2 separate regions of the Arachis hypogaea genome follow, and region 2 is linked to region 1. Evidence: chromatin contacts called from public Hi-C data. All regions are on one chromosome and are shown on one strand. The core of a region is the stretch at or near the end of the contact, and the rest is flanking DNA. Distances in the headings are between cores, read along the strand shown. Region 1 holds the start of LOC112712025 (2-oxoglutarate and iron-dependent oxygenase domain-containing protein CP2). Region 2 has its middle 18 kb from the start of LOC112712027.

Region 1 (4,723 bases), core at 1,286-3,785:
GATTGAGTATACTATTAAATCAGCAAGAGGAAAATATCTAACCGCATTGAACAGTAAATATAAGGCAACAAGAGCCCATCTTTTGTTAGACTGAACTTGAATTTTAAAAATAAACATAAATTGGACAATAACTGAAATTCAGTCAGTCAGGACAGAGAAAAGATATCCTACTAAACTCAACAAATCTGACTGGCATCTATGCATTTCATAGAATCATCGGAGCTCTTAACACTAAACGCTAAAGTAAATACCATAAAGAGTATTGTAAAGTGAGTTAATATTAAACCCTGAGTAGAATTGCTGGAAACAACATGCATATAACTCATCTTTGAACAAAAAAAAAGTTGCAGATTCCAAGCCTTAGGCAATAAGAAACTCACAAGAATACTGAGCTTCAAAACCTACCAAGTTCTCTATCCCTGTGGATCCCATATTCAACAATAAATCCATGATGAGTGTCCAGAGAGCATCCACCGAATTCAGCAAAGAAAACTACAAAATTTCAAATTGCAAGGGTAAGTACACGAACTTGTTTACTTAGTTTTTCTTTATGTTAATTCTGAGTCTCTCATGAAGATAAACAAAAATAACCTCGTGATAAGGGACGTATGAAATCTTTCATCAGTTTATCAAGCATGCTTTCCATGCCAAAGTCATCAAGAACAACACCAAATTTATTCATTGTATTAGGTCGCATGATTTTGATTTTGGACTCGTGGACCCATCTTTCAAAATTATCCACCTAAGCAATCAAATCTTGATGAGAAAACATAAAATGCAAATGTAGAGCAGATATGATAACACACTTTAAAGGGAGCGGAAAGAATTGTGATACCTCAGATACCAACATTTCACAAAACTCTGGTTGAAGCATTTCAAATGTATAAATTCCTCTTGTGGGTTCAGCCAGTATTCGTCTAAAACCTGCTTCCGTATTTTCTCTAATTGCATCGAGAAACGAGGGCACAAAAAAGTTTTCAGCATCCATGGTATATATCTCCTTATATAATGGCTACAAAAGAAAGGTGCAGTCAACAATTGGTAAGATCATGAATAATTAGCACGCACATGCCACATATAGAGAAGAAGACAAGATAACAGTTCTCAGGTCAGCAAATTCTGGCATCAAAATGGGATCGTTTCAGGTTCCAAAAAATAAGTGCCAAATAAAAGGTGCCTCCATCAGAAGTCTTAGATTATCCCATGAACAGCATTCCAACAGTTAAAGATCATAAATGAAACCATCAAAATTTAGTTAGAAAGGGACAAACCAAAACCCATTCCCAAGAAAACTTACTTGATAAGTGGACATGATCTTCTGCCTATATTCCTTGTGCTTTTGAATCTGTTCAGTCCAACACAGAACAACAAAATGTGAAAAATGTGAACAACAAAATAACGCCAAAGGCAAAAACATAGCACAAAATAGGGGGAAAACGTGAAGTATTCATATCACTGCAAAAAGGGGATTGAAATTTGAAACAGAATAAAAATTTCTCCTTTCCCACTCCAAAAACAATAAATACACAACATCTTCCGCTAAATTCTCTCATAATCTCCCCAAGTCAAAGCAACACTGCATTTCCAATCAAGGGCAACATCAAAATCAAGTTTTTATACAAAACCACGCGCCACCCAAATTCAAAAACCCTTACTTTCCAACAAATTGAACAAAACAGAGAAAAGCTGGGAAATTGAATGATACCCGAACACGATCACCCTCAGAGGAATATCGCATGAGAATGCTACTCATATACTGAGCCTTAACATCACGCGGCTTGTTGAGCATGTCGGGTGGCATGTATTGCTCCAGCGAGCTGAACACGCGTGGGTCGAACCCCAATTGCAGGTCTTCGTAGTTATCGGGCTTGTGGTCTTGCTTTGGGTCCGAGCGCAATCGCGTCGAACATGGCGTCAACGATAACCTCTGATTCTGTGGCCCAGCCACGTGTCCGTTTGCGATGATGTTGGTGGACACGCGGGGGTGTTGTTCCAGCTGTTGTTGTTGTTGTCGTTGGTGTTGTTGGTGTCGCTGCTGAAGATGATGCTGCTGCTGAATAAGAACCTGCTGCTGTTGCTGCTGAAGAAGCTGAAGCTGTTGCTGATAGGTTATGCGGGGAAATGAACCGTTTTGATGAGCCATTTTTGAGAGAAAAGAGTGAAAAAGAATAGGGCTTTATTATATGTTATGAGAACATTGAGGGTGGTTTAGGGTTCAGAGCAAGTAACGTTCAATTTTTGAGAGCGGAAGAGAGTCTCTGACTCAGACTCACTTCCATGTGGAAGCTCTTCTTCTCTTGTCAGTCGCTCCTTTCTCACTGCTGAAACCTCAAGATCTTAATCAACATAAAAACCACAATTAATTATTCGTCCAAGAATATAATTTGAAGGGTCACTCGTTTTGTAAATTAGTCATAAAATATATTTTTAATCAGATTTATTTTTTAAATATTTTAAAATTTTTTTGGTGACTAAATATTTTAAATTAATTACGTTAATTTTTTTATGAACGGCATTAGAATTTATTAATGTGATAAGTTTAGGAATAACAATACTACTCGAATATGTGGTATTCATTCTATTCCTACCCGTTCAGAGCGGGTATCGGGGCAGATTTTTAGTGGGGCGGGTTCTTAGAAGGGGCAGAGCAGGTTTAGGTAATACCCGTCCCTATCTGCCCCGCTATATATATAATATATATAATTTTAATATATAATATGTATAATATATAAAATAATTAGTAAATAATTAATAATATTGTATTATATTTAAATTTTTACTTTAATTTATGTTATGTAGGTGTTGATGGTTATATAAATTTTGAAATTAAATTTTATTTATTGAATTTTAATAATTATAGAGGCGGGTAGAGGCGGGATGGGTTAGGGTTCAACATTTTATTACCCACGGGTAGAAGCGGGACGAGTTCTATACGCGTTGATGTACGGCGGAGCGGGGTCGGGTAGTGCAAAAATCCGCCCCTACCCACCGCGTTGCCACCCTAAATAAGTTAAGTAATATTACAATACACATATAAAAAAATTGAATTAATTATTAACTTGATAAGTTTATGAAATTATATCAAATCAAAACCAAACGAAGAGAAGAACTTAAAACTCTCAAATTCTTTAATTTGGGGTTAGTTTGATTTAATTTTATAAATTTATTATGTTAGCCGCTTATTAAGATTATTAGGTATGTATTGCGGTGTCTTTTAACATCGTTAATAACGAAAGTATTAGAAAGACTAAAATAACTGACTTAAAATTTTTAAAAAACAAATTTATTTTTTTTTCAAAAACTAATTTAAAGAACTAATTATAATATGTATATTTCATTAAGCCAAGATAATTGTCTATATTTGAATGTTTTATTGATAAAAGATTTATTTAAAAGAAAAATTATTGAAAATCTAAAATTGTCCTTTTAATTATCATTTTTATTTTTTTAATTTTAAAAAATATATATTTTTGTATTCATTTAGTATTTAAAAATAATTAAAAATAAATTAAGACTCTTAGTTATTACTTATTCAAAAACTATTGAATTTTTTATTTTGATATTTTGAGCTGATTTATAAGTGTTAAAAATAACTTTTATTTTGGGTCTAGATCAAAATATTATAAAACTCTCTTTTTTTCAAATTTTTATTTTTACTAAAGATAGAGAGACTCAAATCCCAACTTCTTAGATAAGTATAGAAAAATTATATCATTTGAGCTATAAACTCATTGGGATAAAACCCTATGTTTGCCCATAATTGAATGTTACTATATAATTTTTATTTTCTATGTTTTTCTGTCCTTTTTATATAATTAGATATGATAAAAACTTTAATTCCCAGAATACGCACTGTAGGAAAATGTTACTGAAATATGCAGGCCCAAGTCTTGCCCACCGCCCACGAAATGGGTTTCATTGTGATTTTAGGTGAAGCGCCCACGGAATGGAACAAGAAGCAGCAGGTTCCAACTCTAGGGCGGCGGCCACGAAATGGTCCAGGTGCCATTTTGTGGTTGTCACCCGTGAAATGGGTGACATCTGGGATGGCGGCCAGGAGTTGGCTCCAATTCAGCTGCAGCGCACTTGAGTTGGAACACTTCTAGTGTACTGGACACGAAATGGGATCGTGGTGTGCCTATATAAACGCTGTTGGATGAACCACGGAGGAAGCCATTTTGTATCCATTCTCCTCTTACTCTCCAATATTCTCTCAAGTTCACAAGCTTCTTTCTCTCTTAGAATTTTTTGGGTATTCAGATTGGTTTGTTTTATATATGACTTCTGAGAACGTGTATTTAATTATATATCCCAATGAAAAAATTTCTCATACAGCAGAAGGGATAACATTCGTTTGCGATGATCCATTATGGATAATGATTCTGCCACAGACACTATTGCAAGATCTGAAGAATCTGATTCTGGTTCATACCGGAATAGTTGGAAAAAAAATCACAAAGCTGACTTACAGGATGCCGGTTGCAGTAGCCAACTCGTTTGCGTATCAAAAAATGCAGATAAAATCTGATTAGCAGGTGTCGATGATGTTCTCTTATCATCGCAGCATAGGTACGATATATTCGTTGGAGCTTTGTATGAATATTCAGGATATTGGCGGAAGCTCGTCTAGTTCCAATAATGTGGAAGGGGTGAAAAATCTGGGAGCGGCTGATTTTGCACCGGGTCCGGATATAAGTAGGGCCCGTAGTCCAAGCTTCAATGC
Region 2 (4,723 bases), core at 962-3,461, 60 kb before region 1:
ATCTTTATTTTATATTTAGTATATCTTTATTTATTTTACAACAGAAATCAGTATTTTAAAATAGTAAATTGTCTATTTTTCTTTTATCACGAGTTCAATTCCCTTAGAAGTTAGAACTCTATATAGTTAATGTTGTAATTTCTTTTAATAAAAGAATAATTCATAAAGTCAAATTATTTGGCATCAAATTGAGTGATGAAAATTTTTTGTTGTTATCTCTTCAATGCTTTTTAAATATAACGTCTTTTTTAAAACTAGAGATATCTCTGAATCGTCAAAGTGAATCTTTGGACTTTAATGCACTTGGGTTTGATTTTTAGTCGTATTACAATTTATAAGTTGCAAAATTTGTGTTGATAGCTATGGAAAAGGAGCAATTTAGATTGTGAGAAATGCGTAAATGTCCAATTTCATTTGAAATTATTGTATTGATTTGTTCTAATCTGATGCTAAAACCAGCTTCTTCTTCATGGACTACCGCTTCAATGCCTTCTCGAATGGTGAAAATATTTAATTTTTCTCAATCTGACTTTAGTAATATTTATATTAATATTGTTAGTAGTTTCAATTTACTCATTTGCATTTTTTTAGAAACCACGATTGGGTAACAATAGAAAAAAAAGTTTCTCTACTAGTTTTTTTTATAAGAAAATTCTCTACTAGCAAATTGATCTCTCCACTATCTCAAAATACAAGAATGTACCATGGACTTTGAAGGTCTTGAAAAAAAAAGAGAAAGTATGAAGAGCTAATGAAATATTTGTACAATGTGTATAATGGAGGTTTATGGAGTATTAGAGATATAACTATTAGTGTTACCTTTTCGTATCAGCTGAAGCTTTTGAAATAAGTGGTATCATGATATGATATTAGAGTGCTAGATCCAAAAGGTCAAGAGTTCAATATGGAGGATGTTCATTTTATAACTTAATAGTCCATTGTACATATTGTATAAATAGTCTATTGTCTCCCTAGCGGATCCAAAAAAAAAATTCACAGAAGAAAGCAGAAAGTTCCTTAAACGATTATACTCACATAATCATCTGATAATTTGAAGTTATTCATCTGTGAAATTTTTGGACAAGTCAAATGAGGAAGTCAACACATGAATCCAAACTTTACTATGAACGATAATTCAATCAAATTCTGATTTTCATTTCCCTATAACTTTTGCGAATTGATAAGTATCATCTCTAGAATTATTTTCAATTCATTACAGATTGTAAATTGGCTTAGATAATATAACATATTTATCCATAAAATACTAAAATGCAAAGCGAAAATAGTTCAGTTCATCCGACATATGTGTGTGTGTGTGTTTTTTTTTAATTTTCTTTTTGGGTGTATGTGTGCTGGGAACAACGAGGAGATGGAAAAGAGAATAACCCAAAATGGAAAAGCCCTTAGACGTAGACATATAAATAGTTACAACGTAAAAAACATGGAATGGAGTGGGTTGGCTTACCTTACATTGGATTCTATATTCTGCTTAGCAACATCCACTTCAAGACAAGGCCCACAGTGAAGGAACTTTTCTCCAATCAATGTGAAATCCGTGTTCACATACAAACTTACAATATATTTATAACCCTAAAAGTGAATTCCATCATGCATAGTCACACTCACACGACACATACTCACATTGTTATTACTTATTAGTGGTACGTTAATTAATAAATTTAATTTCAATGCACGGTTAGTATAAAATTATTTAATATTATATTAGTAAAAATAACTATTTTTATATTATTTACGTAAATAATTATTAAAAAAATAATTATAAATATTATAAAATTATTTATTTTAAAAATTTAAATTAATAAAAAATATAAATAATTATATTTTTAATAATATTATTTTTTTTGAATTTGTTTAATTTTTATAATATAAAATTTTAATATTATGTCAAAAAATCGTTCATCTTAAAAATTTAAATTAATAAAAAAATATAACATAAATAATTATATCTCTAATAGTGATTACATAATTAATATAATTCTTAATCAATTAAGCTAATGAAAGGCAAAAATGATGGCACGAAGCTAAGGTTAAAAAGGGAAATGCGAGTTTTTGCATTCATGCGGGATCCAATGTCGTTTTGCATTGGAAGAGACCCCCTCACGCGCCGCTTACTTGTTGCATTGCACGTGCTCTATCCTTGCTTAGAGTCGGGTTAGTACTAAGTAGAATTAATGAATTATCCTAAACCTAATGACATAATTATGACGTAATGCTGAGGTATATCGTCTAAATTCTTATTTTTATAACCTACAATATCAAAACTGTATTATGTAGTATTTTTCTAATTGAAATACATATTAAATAATATTATACGAATATATAGTGTTTTTCTCTTATGATTGTCGTTACCTTGACGTTTGTTTATTTCTCTTTGCTATCACAGTGAAAATCAAACCAAGACGCAACATCACAATGATTTGGCATTATTCATAATGTCAACAACTTCATTCCTTTAATTTCAACACAATTTGGGCCACATACACCTCTTTATTAAATTCAATTTGGAGAATTCGTTGTACCAATCATGATAGTGAGGTTTACAGTGCACTTGTTACAATTGCCGGATGAGATAAATCTCAAAATAGTTTTTGAAGTTGCACTTAGTCTCAAAATAATTTCTAAAATTAATAATTTTTTAAATTCGTCCTTAAAATTGCACTCCAAAATTCATAGTAGTTCTTAAAATAATTTCCGTCCGTTCTTATTATGGAAAACTGAGCTGGACCGAAACAACATCGTTTTATATTTATTTGGAAAAAAAAACCTAATCTCCAATATGACGTCGTTTTATATTTATAAAAAAAACTAATCTTTATCTTCACCAATTCTCTTCTTCATTGATGTTCTTCTTCTTTTTCAATTTCATAGAAGCAACAACAACATCTTCAGAAACAACAAAAATCACATAATTGAAAAAAACTAACAATTACAAAAAATCACAAAAGAGAACCAACAACAATTAGAAAAGATCAATTAACCTAAATAACTAGCATCAATCAACCTAAATAGCAACAATCACAAGCAATAATTACAGAATCAAGAACACAAAAAATCAACCATGACAGCTACATTAAAACACAATTATCAGCAGTAATAATCATCCAAAATATTAAACAATAATGATTCAATAACTAAAAAAAAATTAAAAAAACTCACCTTTGTCGCAGAGAAGAGAAGAAGGATGCAGAGGGAGACAGAGAGGAGAATAGAAAGCAGACGGCGACAAATAGGGAGGGGCTGTCAGCCGGGACAATGGAGAGCGCTTGGAACTAGCGTGAGAGACATTCTGTTTGTGGCCTGGAGCGCCTGCCTCGTTGTGAAGCTGTTGGTGGATTTTGGAGTTGCCGGCGAGTGCGGCGGGTTTGAGAGCGAAGACGACAGCGACGAAGGGTTGGGGGCAGTTGACGGAGCGCTTGAAAATAGTGAAAAAGTGTGAAATCTGGATGGCAAGGTCGGAGAGCACCTCGATCTCGTGGTGGTGCGAAGAAGCAGATTGGAAACGTGAAAGACTAGGTAGGGGAGAGACAATTGGCACGACACCGAAATGGAGGCCGGCGACAGAAAGGGTTGAGGAAAGCTTGCTTGTGAGGGAGAGAAGGGGAAGGGAAAGGGCAAATTGGGGAAGGGGAAGGGGAAAGGGAAGGGTTGGGGAAGGGAAAGGGAAGGCTCGGAGAAGGATGGAGTTTCGCGTGTTTTATTTATTTATTTTTTTAAATAAATGTAAAACTATGTCGTTTCTAATGTTTCTTTCTTTTTTTTTTAACTTCTTAAAACGACGTCGTTTTAAGATTCTAACGAACGAAAAATTCTTCAATAACTACTATGTGTCTCGGAGTGCAATTTCAGGGACGAATTTGAGAAATTATTAATTTTAAGGATTACTTTGAGGCTCAAGTACAACTTTAGGAACTACTTTGAGACTTATCTCGTTACCGCATGGCATAAATTAATGTGGATTGGAAAAATAACAAAAAAAAAAAAGAAGAGAAAAGGAATCAAAACCGCTGACTTATTCTAACTATGCTTTTGTAATGTTGTTGCTTTAGTTTTCTTTTTTGAGCTATTATTGTGGTGGCCAAATCTATAGTAAAGTGGTGATGATTGAGGTGCATACCATATTATCATGCTCCATGAAAAGGGTGTTTCATGTGTCTCAGACAACGACTTTGCTATCCATTACGTTTCAACTTCATTCTCCATCTGCCATTTTCCTCTTTTCTTTTTTTCCTTCTTGCTAGAGGACAAACAAGAAGATAATCATTCACCTTTATGAATAATAATTATCTTAATTATTATCATTACACAATAATTGAGAATAAGTATATACATAGCTAGGCACATCAATCGTATTAGCAAGTTTCTTGCATTTTTATTTGGGGATAAATAATACTATTTTGCATGCTTTATTGAAGCCCCTTTTATATATGTATTGTAATTTTGAATTGTCTTTTTCTCGTTATGTTGAGATTTACTTCAACTACTAATACTCATAAAATTTCAAACACGCATGCTATGCGGATAGCCTTAGTTCAAAATGTTGACGTCCATTTTGTGGAGTCCACACTAGACTTGAAGTAATGCATGTTGGTTTCCCTTGGAAAATTCTTCACTATGAAGTTTACTTCCTAATTTCAATGTGTTTGCTCAACTATTCAAATGCACTTTTCCATGTGAAGGAAAATTCTAAACAAACCTAGTGCTA

Evidence for each region. Hi-C and Micro-C count contacts between places; a contact is called where the count stands out from the background.
Region 2: a contact with region 1 is called in a Hi-C map of leaf, with 7 times the contacts expected there. The contact joins the enhancer-like site here to the promoter of LOC112712025 in region 1. A contact is called at or near these places in 3 of 8 Hi-C or Micro-C datasets (all in leaf).

What each region holds. Positions count from the first base shown.
Region 1 is chr9:112,868,097-112,872,819 of arahy.Tifrunner.gnm2.J5K5, reverse strand. LOC112712025 (2-oxoglutarate and iron-dependent oxygenase domain-containing protein CP2) reads right to left here and starts at 2,535. Exons shown (of 9, transcript XM_025764800.3): 1 at 1,706-2,535; 2 at 1,298-1,345; 3 at 836-1,012; 4 at 592-742; 5 at 406-492. The coding sequence starts at 2,143.
Region 2 is chr9:112,928,014-112,932,736 of arahy.Tifrunner.gnm2.J5K5, reverse strand. No RefSeq gene overlaps it. Among protein-coding and RNA genes, the nearest start is that of LOC112712027, 18 kb to the left of the region's middle. Within about 2 kb of position 2,211, at least 2 of the 3 cell types and tissues checked have open chromatin away from gene starts, as enhancers often do.